Linked DNA regions of Mus musculus: regions 1 and 2 are each linked to region 3. The links are chromatin contacts, called in public promoter capture Hi-C maps. All regions are on one chromosome and are shown on one strand. Each heading gives the region's core, a stretch centred on a gene start, on an enhancer-like site or on the middle of the called end of the contact. The rest is flanking DNA. Distances are from core to core; before and after follow the strand shown.

Evidence for each region. Promoter capture Hi-C pulls out the DNA fragments that hold promoters and counts their contacts.
Region 1: a promoter capture Hi-C map of pre-B cells shows a contact between it and region 3. The contact joins the promoter of Mrps27 here to the promoter of Gtf2h2 in region 3. A contact is called at or near these places in 3 of 39 promoter capture datasets (cranial neural crest, hematopoietic stem and progenitor cells and pre-B cells), 9 of 484 Hi-C or Micro-C datasets (B cells, CD4 T cells, cortical neurons and 4 more), 3 of 115 datasets of contacts at active chromatin or transcription factors (astrocytes, large pre-B cells and neural tube) and 1 of 9 other capture datasets (liver).
Region 2: a contact with region 3 is called in a promoter capture Hi-C map of pre-B cells, with 4 times the contacts expected there. The contact joins the enhancer-like site here to the promoter of Gtf2h2 in region 3. A contact is called at or near these places in 5 of 39 promoter capture datasets (the C10 cell line, cranial neural crest, liver and 1 more) and 1 of 9 other capture datasets (liver).

Annotation. Positions count from the first base shown.
Region 1 is chr13:99,343,061-99,347,844 of GRCm38.p6, forward strand. It overlaps Mrps27 (mitochondrial ribosomal protein S27), which reads left to right and starts at 1,726. Exons shown (of 11, transcript NM_173757.3): 1 at 1,726-1,815. The coding sequence starts at 1,743. Ptcd2 (pentatricopeptide repeat domain 2) reads right to left here and starts at 1,618. Exons shown (of 10, transcript NM_026873.2): 1 at 1,504-1,618; 2 at 253-345. The coding sequence starts at 1,609.
Region 2 is chr13:99,373,096-99,377,468 of GRCm38.p6, forward strand. The region is part of intron 4 of Mrps27 (mitochondrial ribosomal protein S27); the gene reads left to right. Among named protein-coding and RNA genes, the nearest start is that of Mrps27, 30 kb to the left of the region's middle. Within about 2 kb of position 1,321, at least 17 of the 459 cell types and tissues checked have an H3K27ac peak or open chromatin away from gene starts, as enhancers often do.
Region 3 is chr13:100,490,479-100,494,675 of GRCm38.p6, forward strand. It overlaps Gtf2h2 (general transcription factor II H, polypeptide 2), which reads right to left and starts at 2,131. Exons shown (of 16, transcript NM_022011.4): 1 at 1,979-2,131.

The DNA.
Region 1 (4,784 bases), core at 476-2,975, 1.1 Mb before region 3:
ATATTCTGAGCAGCAGAGATCTAGATGACTGGCCACAGGGCTAATATCACTATTTTCGTGGGGTTCCTAGGGGCAGGGCTAAAGGAAGAGCCATGGACTTGAAGTACCAGAGTCTGAGAGAAAGGGTTGATGAGGAAACTAATGGTCACTCTGTCTTTTTTCTCTCTATGAGATAGGTCTTGAAAGAGTGAATAGAGACAAAGGAGAAATATGAATGACAGACGATTAAAGAATTAATAAAACAGATATTACCTTTGGTGCCAGGTAGGTTATATGCAATAGCTATCTTCTTATGTTGAAATTCCTTTAACTTCACAATGTTATCTGTGAGTAGGTATCTTTTAGCTAAAAAGTAGAAAAAGAAAATAAAGTCATTTTGATTGCTCTCCCCCTCCCCCGCAGCAAATAAGAGCATGGTTGCCTCTAAAGGATCCATCCAGAGAGGTACAAATACTATATATCCCTGGTGAGAAGCAAACATCTCCAGTCAAGTATTGAATGCAAGTCTTACATTTGAAAGAGGTAGGGATTGATGGAGTGTGAAGACTGGTTGACAAGATGAGCTATGAAGAACAAATGGGCATTTGCTATCTAGTTGGGGGCTAGCAATGCAGACACCTACACACACACACACACACACTGCAGACACCTACACACACACACACACACACACACACACACACTTTTGCTTGGTTTATTTTGGGAGAAACATGAAATATTGGGAAAAGCTATATCATGACTTCCAGTTTTGAAACTTCGGCACTGAAGATAGCCTTTCAGATCTGGACTCAGTAACCCTAGATCAGAAATCACTGACCACAGATCAGCAAGTCTGGAATGTACCCTTCTGCATCGTTGGCTGTGCATGAGATAAAAACAGATGAACCGTGCACTGAGATCTGACACAGTAAGGTAGTAACAAAAATAGTTGTTTATGAAAAGGCAGTCCTGTGACGCTGTCAGATCTGGGTCTTTAGTTCAAATACAGCATCTGCCAGCTCCCTGTGACCTTGGGCGAGTGACAACCTTGTCTACTTCCTATTCTGTAAATGAAGAAGGGTACCTCTGTCACTGGATGCTATGTGTGTGTGTGCGCGCCCACATTATAATAATTTTATTATCAATAGCAGTCACGCCTTCAGAAAGGCGGTAAGGAATAATTTGGGGGATGAGGACGCCTGCCTCGAGTCTTTGAGAATGTAAGCAGCACAGCTTGGGTTCCCATCTCTTAAACTCCGCACCAAAACCTTGCAGAAAAGGACACCCGACGACTGAGGTATGTTCTCGAAGAGCAACTTGGACCTTTGCAAGTGCAGTCCCTAGCTGCCCTTTGCTTTCCAGGCACAGAGCAGAGGGGTTCACAGTCCGGAAGCAAACCGGGCTGCTCACGCGTGCAGCAAAAGGGAAAGGGCGCACGAGCCTCCTCCAAAAAGAGAGGCCGCGGTGGGCTCACGCTCCCTTCTCTTCCACCCTCCCTCCTTCCAGGCGTGCGGCCGCTCGTACCTCCGAGAGTGCAGCGGCAGCAGGCGGAGCCTGAGCCCGTCACCCCGGGATGCAGCGAAGGACGCGGCACCCGCAGGCGTTCCAGGGGCCGAAACACTGTAGCCATGTTGTTCCGGGCCGGGCTGCACCATCTGCGGGACCCGGGCAGGGGGGACCTCTGAGGTGGTAGGACCACTTCCGGCGGAGGCGGGCTCTGTGCCTGTCCCCCCACGCCCGCCTTCCACTTGGTGCGCTCCAAGATGGCGGCTCCCATGGTGCGGTGTGGGATGCTCCTGGCTCGGCGACTAGACGCGTCTCGCCTTTGCCTCGCAGGTTGGTGGCTGCTGCCTTGGAGCTGCAGCTCCATTTAGGCCTCCCAGCACGCTGTTTATTGAAGGAAGGGGGTGATGGGCTTCCAGGAAGCGCATAAGTGCGTCTGGGATCCGGTTGCTAGAGAAGCCGTTTAGGGTATTGGTAACCCAGAAAGGAAAAATAATCCCTCTTCTTTAAGGCTAGTACCCGCCATTCCAAACTTTTGAAAAGTAGGGGAAGGCTGTAGCATGAGGTTCTGCGTATGTCTTGCAAGTTTAATGTATTAAATTAGTAGACTTCTTGGTGATCATGAAAAACCCAAATATGTTCACTCCGTGGGCTAGAACAGTTTTCTTCCCCTGAGATTTCTTTGGAGGGTCATCAGGCAAAAGTTTTCCCTCACTGCCTTGTACTTGATGACCCGAACCCTTGGTCTTCATCTCCTGAAAGAATTTTTCAACACTAGCCTCACTTTACCTGGTGACCTTGGCCACAACTTCTGCCTGACATTTCTTTTTTTTTTTTTTTTTCCACCAGTAGGTAAACAAGCAGAGCGATTTGATGGCTTGAGTTGAATCACATAATCACTCAAAGCCTTTTTAGGGTACCTAATGGTGAAAATACGTTTTGAAGTTTTTGCAAAACCCGAGTTTGTAGTGCTTACAATCTCGTAATCCTTGAAGATGTGCCAGATAACAGAAGTAAAATGAACTAACCACACTTGGATGTTTGCAATGCTGCTTGTTTTCAATCAGACTCCCTTAACACCAGTCACAAAAAGAGAAGCAATGCTCACTTGCTCTCACTCCTGTAAGTGTACAGCCATTTAAAAACTCCACAGTTGTCCTCAAGAGTTTTCTAAAGATAAAGTGTTTGAACTACCTGGCAAGAACACTTCATATCACACATTTGACAAATTGATACGAACAATATTTGGCACTAAGAGTGCTTTGTAGAGCTATTTGGCATATTTAATTGTGATTGGTAGTAAATTCTTTGAAGTTTCATAAGACCCACACTAGTAGATACAGGAGAGTAAGTTGGTTGCTTATAATGGCTGGGGCAACTATTGTAACAAAGGAATGGAAACTACACAGAGCAACTTGAGAGAACCTTTACTTTGGCAGTTTATACTCTGAAGCTATCCCAACTTGGTAGTTGCTAGTACTTGTAGCTATTTAAATTTAAGTTGAAGATAAATAAGATTAAAAACTAAGTTTCTTCACGGCAGTTAGTGTTTTATGTGGTCAGTACATCCATGTAGCTGATGTCTTTTGTCTTGGACAATTTAAAATGTAACATTTTTATTTCTACAGAAGTTTTTTGGACACTGCATTAGACCACAGATGGAGGCTATAGGAAGGCAATATAAGTACATCAGTGTATAAATACCCTAATTCAAGTACTCAGCTTGTACAAATTCATGACAGATGAGTCAGTATATGCAACACTTTAAGACTTCTACATAGTCTACTTAAAATAGGATGAAAGAATACAGCCCAAATGATCAAAAAGATAGAAGAAAAATGAACTGAGATAGAGCAACAACAGGTATGTGAAAAGGACAGGGGAAGGAAACTTACTGGGTACCATAATTCGTAGACAGGCATTAGTGAGCCTTAACCACCCTGCTGATAGGTGGTATCCCTCATTTTGTGTATGATGAAAAAGATACAGAGGTGTATGATCTGCCCAATCTTCATAGCATTTATTATTGGCACCACAAGGGCTAAAAGTTAAATTGTGCTGCTAAAGCTTGTCTATTTTCACAATCACATTATTTTCTTATTTTAAAAACAAAACAAACAAACAAAATGCTTGGAGACATTTTGAATGGCACGTGCAGAGGGGGACTGGCAAGGCCCAGACCTAAGCCTGTGAGTCTGAAGACTCTTACTCATTCAGATGTGTTTTGAGCACTTTGAATGTTGTTACTGGGTTACTTGTCGGATAAGTAGAATCTCTCTGCAATCTGGGCCTACAGAGAAACTATCTGCATTTTAATGAGACTCATATGCATAAAAAGTTTGAGAGTCTGATCTAGATCTTCCACTTTGTGTCCATCTCCTTTCATCTTTTGCCCCTGGCTGTAGAAATTCTTTGGTTGTGACGTTATTAGAACCTCAGCTTGTATGCAGTGATGGAGAAACCTTTGCTCTTTATGACTTTATGACACGCACAAAGCATCATAGAAAGATGTGTGTGTGTGTGTGTGTGTGCGTGTGTGAATGCATGCTTGCATCGTGCTTTTATGAATGCATGTATGTAGAGGCTAGAAATCAAAGTTAGGTGTCATCCGCAGTCACTCTTCACTGACATAAAACTCAGGTTGTAATCCTTGTGTGATCTGTTATGATCTCTGGGTAGCTGCCTTTTATTTTAGAGTTCCTTCTCTTCACATGCAGTACAACTCACTCACTGAAGTACACAGTTGTGTGACTTTCAGCATTGTGCAAGCATCTTTCCAACCAACTCAGGATGTTTTTATCACACTCTATATCTCTTGTTGCTAGTCACTCTTACTCCCTCAGCCCCCGTCCCCAGTTCTAGGTGACATGTGACCTGCTTCCTTTCTTTAGATTCCCCTATTCTAATGCTTCTTTTAAGTGGGACATAATTTGAGGCTGGTATCTTTCACTTACCATAATGTTTTCAGGATTCTTTTTTTTTTAAAGGTTTATTTATCTATGTATGTGAGTACACTGTAGCTGTCTTCAGACACACCAGAAGAGGGCATCAGATTCCATTACAGATGGTTGTGAGCCACTATGTGGTTGCTGGGAATTGAACTCAGGGCCTTCGGAAGAGCAGTCAGTGCTCTTAACTACTGAGTCATCTCTCCAGCCCAGGATTCTTATTTTTAAATCGCTAAATAGTGTTTCATTACAATGATATACCAAGTCTTGGTATAAACTCTTTGCTTGCCGGCCAGTGGTGGCGCACGCCTTTAATCCCAGCACTTGGGAGGCAGAGGCAGGCGGATTTCTGAG
Region 2 (4,373 bases), core at 71-2,570, 1.1 Mb before region 3:
TTGCAGTGATAAAGATCTGACCTGTGGTAATCAGCGGTAGAAATGGAGAGAGAAATGGATTATACACAGGAGGGGAAAATAAATCAACAGAGTTAATGAAGAGTTGAAAGCAAAGAGGGTTGGAGATGAAGCCCTGGCTAATGGGAAAAGGACCGGAACATGGCTGAAGTGCTGCCTTGGAAGCAGTTGTGGGGCGGGGGAGGCTGGACATTCACTTTGTTATGGACACCTCCGTGTTTCTAGGTTGCTGTCCTCTGCCTTCTGACCATACTTAGTCCTTAGAGGAGAGCTGGCTACAGAGCTTTGGAGGGAGCACACTTGCCAAAGCATTGCCATTGGCTCTGCCTGGCATTCTGGCAGCAGCTGGGCACCTGCAGTCTAGGTGGCCTCTGAGGCTTCTCTACTTTAGAATCTGAATTGAAATTGAAGCCACCTCTGTAATGTCTGGGGTGAGCAAGTCAGCTTCTAGAAGCCATGGGTGGAAACCTGACTTGAACCCAGGGCTTAGGGAGCAGGCCAGCATATCTGCCTGTGCGTGGCCGTCAGAGGCCGTCTCGGTGGTAACCAGAACAGAGTTGGGATGAGACCTTAAACTGTGACGGACAGTCAGCCCTAAAGAAAGGCCAACATGTAGAGATCAGCAGCCGTATGACCGCCTTTGTATTGTGGAGGGTGGGTGCTTTCAAGCCTTGATAGCAGAATGGGAGAGGCAGTTTAAGCTCCAGTTTGATGTGTGACTTGGAGCCTGTTAAGCTGACTGTAGATACTGGCTCCCCGGGGGAACACCTGGCTTTCTCATTAAGCCCAAAGCCTCAGACCCTGTGAGCATGAGGGCCTGGTCTGCTTAGCTTCTCAGAAACACTGTACGCTTAAATGGTATTGTCAGCATTTCAGTCAGTTCTGTCATGATTAACAAACAAAAAAGCAGTCCATGTAAGACTAGGTCACAGAAAGACTGGGGCTTCTGATCCGTCGTGGGTTTCAGTCATAAATAGTGTTAGTGATCCCCGCTAACTTTCGTGCACTCTTTATCCTTATGTCTCCTGCCTCTGAAAGGCTCACAAAGCACAGGTTCTCTGAGTTGTTTCCTGCAGTACAGTCCTTTGTCAACAGCTCTTTCTATTGGCTGTTTTCATGACATAGTCAGGAACCTTGAACCAAGCCTGTGGGATGCAGAGACAAACTAAAGCTTCTGCTTATGTGCAGTGTTTGCAGGTGAGTTTGCAGCTTGCTTCTAGGAGCTGCCACAGTGTTAGAGAGCGGAGCAGATGAGCGGAGGTTTAGGGGGAGTTGGTGGGAGGGAGCAGGAGTCGCAGTTGGTTGCATCATGACTTTAAGGCCAAGAGCAAGTCCATCCTTAAGTATTTCCAGATGTTCTGTGTCTAGGGAAGGGATACTTAGAACCTTTGTGGATTCTCTTCACTGATCGTGACTGCTGTGATTTCCATGATAGATTTCCCTTTATGGTTGTTTTAAACAGACAGGGTTTTTTGGAGGCCTGTTCTGTTTCTTTAAATATCAACGTTGGTTTTAAGACAGCATCCTCATTTTCTAGGTGAGTTTGGGACTTAAAGCAGTCTTTCGTAGACCAAGCAGCCAGTGAGGGAAATACTCACCGCTTCATGGTCCATACTTAGGGGCGGGGGCTGGGTGTTGGGTGCCTCCCAGAGGTGATAGATAATCCAGGAGTCTTCATTGCTAAAAGCCTTGGCACAGTTGATAGGAAAGGCGTGGGAAGAATGTTAAAATGAGACTCCGAGGGTCTCATAGGTACAGATCACCCCAGTTCTCAGCTTGCTGAGTTAGTGGTAGGTAGTGAAAGGTATCATGTCTCTCATAACGAACACAGTGTTCTCAGAGCACAGCCACAGTGGCCTCCCGTCCTGAGAGTGTCCTGTGCTTTCTGGTTTGTTTCCTGTCCCCTGTTTTGCCTCATCTATACTTGCCCTGACTTTTAATATAACTTCTGACCCTTCCTTAAAATTATATTTCAGCTACTTACTGACTTGTCAGAAAATGATTTGTCTTTACTTGAGAAGCAGTTTTAAAGGGAGGTTCAGTTGTGGTCTCTGAGGTCAGGGTACCAGGCCTTGAGAGTCAGGTGTGGCATATGCTAACATAGTTAACATATAAATAACATATGTAATACTGTTACACCCTCCACCCCTCCCTCTTTACTAATCGATATTAAATAATCCTCCTGTCTCCGTAGATAGGAGGCTTGGAGGAATTGTTTAAAAGCTGCTGCAGGGTCTCGAGCAGAGGAGGTGAATGGTTGCTGAGATTTAGCTTAGATAGTAGCCAGGCTTCGTCCCTGAAAGACAAGGACTATTTTTCTCTTCACTTTTCTTTAAGGGAAATTGTGTTTTAAATTCAGATTTTGGTTTTTAAACCCATTATTCTCCAGTGATCTTTGCCAGATTTCACTAAGGGTATCAACAGTCCAGGCCTCAGCAGGATTCAGAAATGGGGAGAGACAGGTAGGTGCTTATGAAGGGTGCTCAGTACCCAGAGGCAAAGGATGTCAAATTTGGGGGAAGCGTCCTGATCCTAAAAGACATCAGGTTGCCCTATAAATAGCTACAAGTTGCAAAGCTTTACGGCAACCATAGCAGACCAAAAGGGGGCAGCAGAGAGTCATCTGCATTCTGTCTGCAGGGAAGGGATTCCCGAGTAGAAAAAGCCTGCCCCAACCCAACCTTAGCCCAGTGCTACTGAGTTGGTAACTAAAGCACAGAATAGATAGCGACTAGGGGTTCTGGGCTGCAGACAGTCACACAGCTGAGAGAGAACTTGTATGTCTCTTCTGATGATAGAGCAAGCAGCAGCTCGGCATGGCTGAAGCTGTCGGCTCTTCTCAGCACTCCTCTTTCCCTGATGGAGAAGTTGAGTAACCTGCTTGTGTAGCCCATTGCTACATGGAAGGTTGGGTTGATCTACTGTGGCCTTCAAGGTTAGGATGAAACAGACAACATTTTTCATATTTCAAAAATAGAAAAAGATGATTAAGGCTTTTAACTTTATAAAGGAAAAAAAAAGTCTGTATTTTAATGTTTCCTGGCAATCTTTTTATTATACCTCCATTTATCTGTTTTAAGTGAATCTGTTTAAGTTAATTTAGATTTCACTTATAAAGTTAATCTAATTTTTGCAGAATTATTTGAGGGCCTGAGAAGATAATCCTAAAATCGAGTGAAAGAATAAATGGCCATGAATACTCACGCTGGGTTATGGGGGCAGGCAGGGAGGGGTTGTTTTTGGTTTCTAGTTTATTGGGCCTCTAGTGATTATGGAACAGCTTTGAATTAAGTGACATTTTCTCATTTCTTTTTGTTTTTATACAAGACTTTTCAGCCCAGTAAATTAACCCCCAATTAATGTATGCTTTTGTTTTTAGCATGTATATGTGATTCATATAGAATCACATTAATTATGAGATATAGATTTATACATATATACCTTATATGCATACCTTATATCCCTTATATACTTAATACCTTATATGTGTATATATATATACCTTATATACTTACATACCTATATGCATAAAACATATGTCCCTAGTCTTTTTTCTGCCATTTATTGAACAACCCATGACCCATGTTGTGCTTTGACATAGGAAGTAGTCTACAGTTCTACCTGTATCAGTGCTCAACTTGTATCATGAAGCATGTTTAGCAGCCTCGTTAGTTCTCAGACGTATTTTCCAAACGCTTCGTTTGAATGTGTAGTTCCTGCATCCTCCTCCCAGCGGAGCCTTAGATGATAGCTGAGCTCCTCAGAGATGTGGCCACAAACCTCAGACAGCCTATGGGGCTTTTTCGCTGATGATAATCATAATCCAATGTCCTCGTCCTCATCCTCTCCTAGAATAGCCTGCAGATTCCAGGGGGACTTCTGGATCCCCCTCTTGTAGATGAAGGATATAAACCAAGAAACCTTTCCAAGGCCAAGCAGCTAGAGACTGACCAAAGACCTTACCCTGGATTTATTTGGTTCTTCCTCTAAACCTGAGGGAACATTGTTTCCATATCATCCAGGCTCATAAAAACATTGTTTGCCTGCTCCACAAATGTCCGGTCAGGTTAGCTTCACATCCCCTCAGCAGCGTGCTGCTCCTGAAAGCACACTCGGTATGTGTGTTTATGTCACCTTCTGTAGTGGTGTCGAAACACTCCTTCCTATCCCGGAACACCCATGGTACAAAGAGAGCAGAGAGGCAGAAATAGCCTGGGTTTGTTTTCTCATGTCAGTAGAGATCTATAAACCGCTGGGCTTTTGGAAGATATTTTAATAGAGGATGACTTTTCAAGCTAAGGCTGTGTGCTGACAATAGTGCTGTAAGTTTATCATATTTATGACTCCCAGATTTT
Region 3 (4,197 bases), core at 881-3,380:
AATATAACGTTATTAATTAAATTCTGTATATTTCCCACGGAGTCATCATTTGCCTCAGAAAACTTGATCGTTTGTCTTTAAAAGGTAAAAATACCTCAGACTGGCAAATGCTTACTCAGCATCCTATCCTCCATGTGCAAGAATAGCTGTCAGCCCAGACAGTTCCTATCTGAAACCGCAGACAGGGAACTAAAGCCAGAACGTTATTCCCTGAGCCTCTCATGCTGATGCACCCTTCCCTCTTCAAGCCCAGACTGGGCTACACAATGAGACTCAAGCCCCTCAAACACCACTGTGAACATAAAAGTAAAGTTCTGCCTGGACATGGTGGAACTGATGGGAGGTGACTCGGAAATAAAAGATAAAAGACAGGTATCTGTAGAAGCAGGACTGGCTTTTTTACTCAGAAACAGGAGGGCAGAGGCAGGTGGATCTCGAGCCCAGTCTGGTCTACTAACAGAGTCTAGGACAACCAGGGCTCTGTTACACAGAGAAACTCTGTCTCGAAAACCAAAAAAGTAAAAAAATTAAAAGGATGAGCCCTTAGAAGAGGGAACAAAATACCCATGGGAGGAGTTAAAGAGACAAAGTTCGGAGCAGAGACTGAAGGAATGACCATCCAGAAACTGCCCCACCTGGGGATCCATCCCATATACAGTCACCAAACCAAGATACTATTGCAGATGCCAACAAGAGCTTGCTGACAGGAGCCTGATATAGCTGCCTCCTGAGAGGCTCTGCCAGTGCCTGCCAAATACAGAAGTGGATGCTCACAGCCATCCATTGGACAGAGCACAGGGTCCTCAATGAAGGAGCTAGAGAAAGTACCCAAGGAGCTGAAGGGGTGTGCAAGCCCCCTAGGAGGAACAACAATATGAACTAACCAGTACCCCCAGAGCTCCCAGGGACTAAACCACCAACCAAAGAGTACACATGGTGGGACTCATGGCTCTAGCTGCATAGGATGGCCTAGTTTGTCATCAATGGGAGGAGAGGCCCTTGGTCGTGTGAAGACTCTAAGCCCCAGTATAGGGGAATGTCAGGGCCAGGAAGCAGGAGTGGGTGGGTTGGTGAACAGGGGAAGGGGTAGGAAATAGGGGGTTTTCGGAGGGGAAACCAGGAAAGGGGATAACATTGGAACTGTAAATAAAAAAAAAATAATAATTTTAAAAAATAACAAAACTATGAGCCTGGCTGTGGTGGAGCACACCTTTAGTCCCAGCACTCGGAAGGCAGAAGCAGGCAGATCTCTAAAGTTCAAGGCCACCCTAGTCTACAAAGTGAGTTCCAGGACTGCCAACACTACACAGAGAAACCATCTCCAAATTAATTAATTAATTAATTAAAAATAAATAAAATTTCTGTTCAGGATGAGCAGAGTGGAATACACCTGTGATCCCAGCACACGTGTGTGCGTGTGCACACACAGTTCGCATAATATTACTTTTAAGCTTTTTAAATGTTGCTCCACCGCATCAACATTTGCTTTATATTTTACTCTTCTATTACTCTCTTAAATTCAGAGAAAATGAGAAGCAACGAGTAAACGCCGCACACTTTTTGGCTGGGTATACGGGGCCTCTTTATGATGGAGAATCCAACCGGGGAGAAGTTAGAAGTCCCCACGCCGCAGCCAGATCACCCGTTTCTTAGACTTTCCGTCATCACACCCAGCCGCCCCGGGAGATGCTCACGGTGAGCTCCTCGCGTGCACCCGCGAGCCGCAGCGCGCATGGCCACTGCGGAGGCTCTGCCTCGCCTTACCCTGCCTGGCCCGAGGTCAAGGGTGATTTACTGTCCCCCGTGTTCAGAGAGGGACAGCTCGGGGCTGCAAACTCGCTTCGGGCCACACAGACTCACGGCAAACGGCAGCCCTGCAGCGAGAACTTTCCTCAGGCGGAAGCTGCCGCGCTCCCTGCACACGCCCCCACCCCCTCCGCCCTCCAGGTCCCCCCCGAGGCCAACCCGGGCTTTGCACCTCGGTCCTCAGCTCCAGGCTTCTTCTCCTGTCCGCCTCACTCCAGCCCTCCACAGCCTCAGGACCCCGCAGGTCTCCTCGCGTAGACCCACCAGCCTCGACGAGACGACCCTCACCGGAAGTACCGGCAGTCTGAGTGCGCCGCCAAAATTCTTCCGCAGCGCGCTGGAGCCACGGGAAAAAAAAAATGTTCCGGCGGCAGAGGGCAGCTGCTGCCAGAAGAGGGAGCTAGGGAGCAAGTGGTGCCCAAGAGCGTAACTGCCTTCCAGTTCACCAATATTTCTGCTGTGGGGTGCATTTCTATAGACCAAACAGCTAAAACTACAAGTTCTGGATACGTTATACATGCGTTTAGGGAGGTTTTTTTTTGTCCGTGGGTTTTGTTTTGTTGGGTTTTGTTTAGTATCTGGATGTTTTTGCCTGCGTGCATGTCTGTGCACCATGTTCGTGCCTAGTTGGGGCAGGGGACGGAAGATGGCATCTGATCCCCTGGAACTGAAGTTACAGATGTTTGCTATCTGCCATGTGGATGATGGAAATCAAATCCGGACCCTCTGGAATAGCAACAAGTGCTCTTAACTGCATAGCCATAGCCCCACCTGCCGCCCCACCCCCACGAGCGCCAAGCATGCTCTTTAACCCAAAAATAAGAGGATTCCCCCAATAAAATAAAAATACATCTAAGCATATTTGTGAATAGAAGTAAGACACATTCGAACTTTTCCCACTCATAACTTTGGCTCTGTAAAATAGTCTTAGAAACTAAGACTGAGCTAGGAAGACGAAGGGCACCATTCTCTGACTTTTTTTTTTAAAAAACAATTTTCCTGCTAAGTCACTCACTCTCTTCTGTAGTTCTCTTGAACACAAGGAATGGCAAGACTGATCTGTAAACATCCTTATGACGTGGAACCGAGACTACTCCCAAGCAAAGAGCAAGCCTGGCAGGACAGATCACCTCCCACATGAGGGCAACTACGTATGGTGGGGAGGCTGAAAGCTGGCGCTGGGGTAACTACCTCGCCATAAACAGTCTGCCTCGGAGTAATGACATCACTAGCAAGGTCTCCAGAAACCCTTGCGAAACAAGGCCTTTGTTGGCATAAGTGATCAGACCCATGCCTTGACCAGATCACCTGACCAGACCACAGGCTCTGTCATCTATGCACACCACAAGCCCCTCCCATTTCCCTTTTCTATAAAATGTCAAAGTTCATCTCAGCCCCTCGAAGACAGACTTGGTATATGCAAACCCCTTTATCTGTTTTTCTCATCATGGCCACCTTAATAAAACCCTTTTCTCTGTCATTCATCATTACGTGTCTCTTTGGCAAACTGAGACGCGTGGCCAGACAAGTCTGCTAGGACTGCTGGAACAGGGGGTTTTTATTAAAACTTTGTTAACAGGGTACCAAAGCAAAACAAAATGTGCACAGAAATCATGGTAGTCTCAGTATAACTATGACTAATATTCCAATCACATATAAAGTAACAATAAAATTATCTTACCTAGTGAAATACCTTTTCAAGCTGTGAAACTAAGAACAACCGTAAAGAAAGAATTGAATAAAACCTGGGTGTGGTGGTACATACCGATTATACCAGAACTAGGGAGATTGAAGCAGGATTACAAGCCCAAGACTGGCCTGGGCTGTATTATAAGACCTCGTGTAAGTCCCTCTCTATTCCTCTCTCTTTCCCTCTCCCTCCCTGAGTGTGGTGTGTGTGTGTCCATAGCTGGCTGGCACAATGAAGTTAGAAAATCTGGGAACAGCTTGGGTAGTGTAACTGAAATACAAAAAGCGTTTAATTTGAAAGGCTGCAAGAAAGTGAGCCTTAACAACCCAATACTTTTTTGTTTTGTTTTTTGTTTGGTGTACACGGGGTTTCTTTGTGTAGTCCTGGCAATCCTAGAACTAGCTCTGTAAATTAGACTGGCCTTGAACTCACAGAGATTTGCCAACCTTAGCCTCTGTTAGGGTTAAAAAAGATTTAATTAGGGCTGGTGAGATAGCTCCGTGATTAAAAGCACTGGCTGCTCTTCCAGAGATCCTGAGTTCAATTCCCAGCAACCACATGGTGGCTCACAACCATCTGTAGTGGGATCGGACGCCCTCTTCAGGCAGGCGGATGTATATGCAGCAGAGCACACAGACATTAAATAAAAATTTTAAAAAAGACCTAGTTAAGCAGGTGGTGTGGTGGCGTGTGCCTTTAAT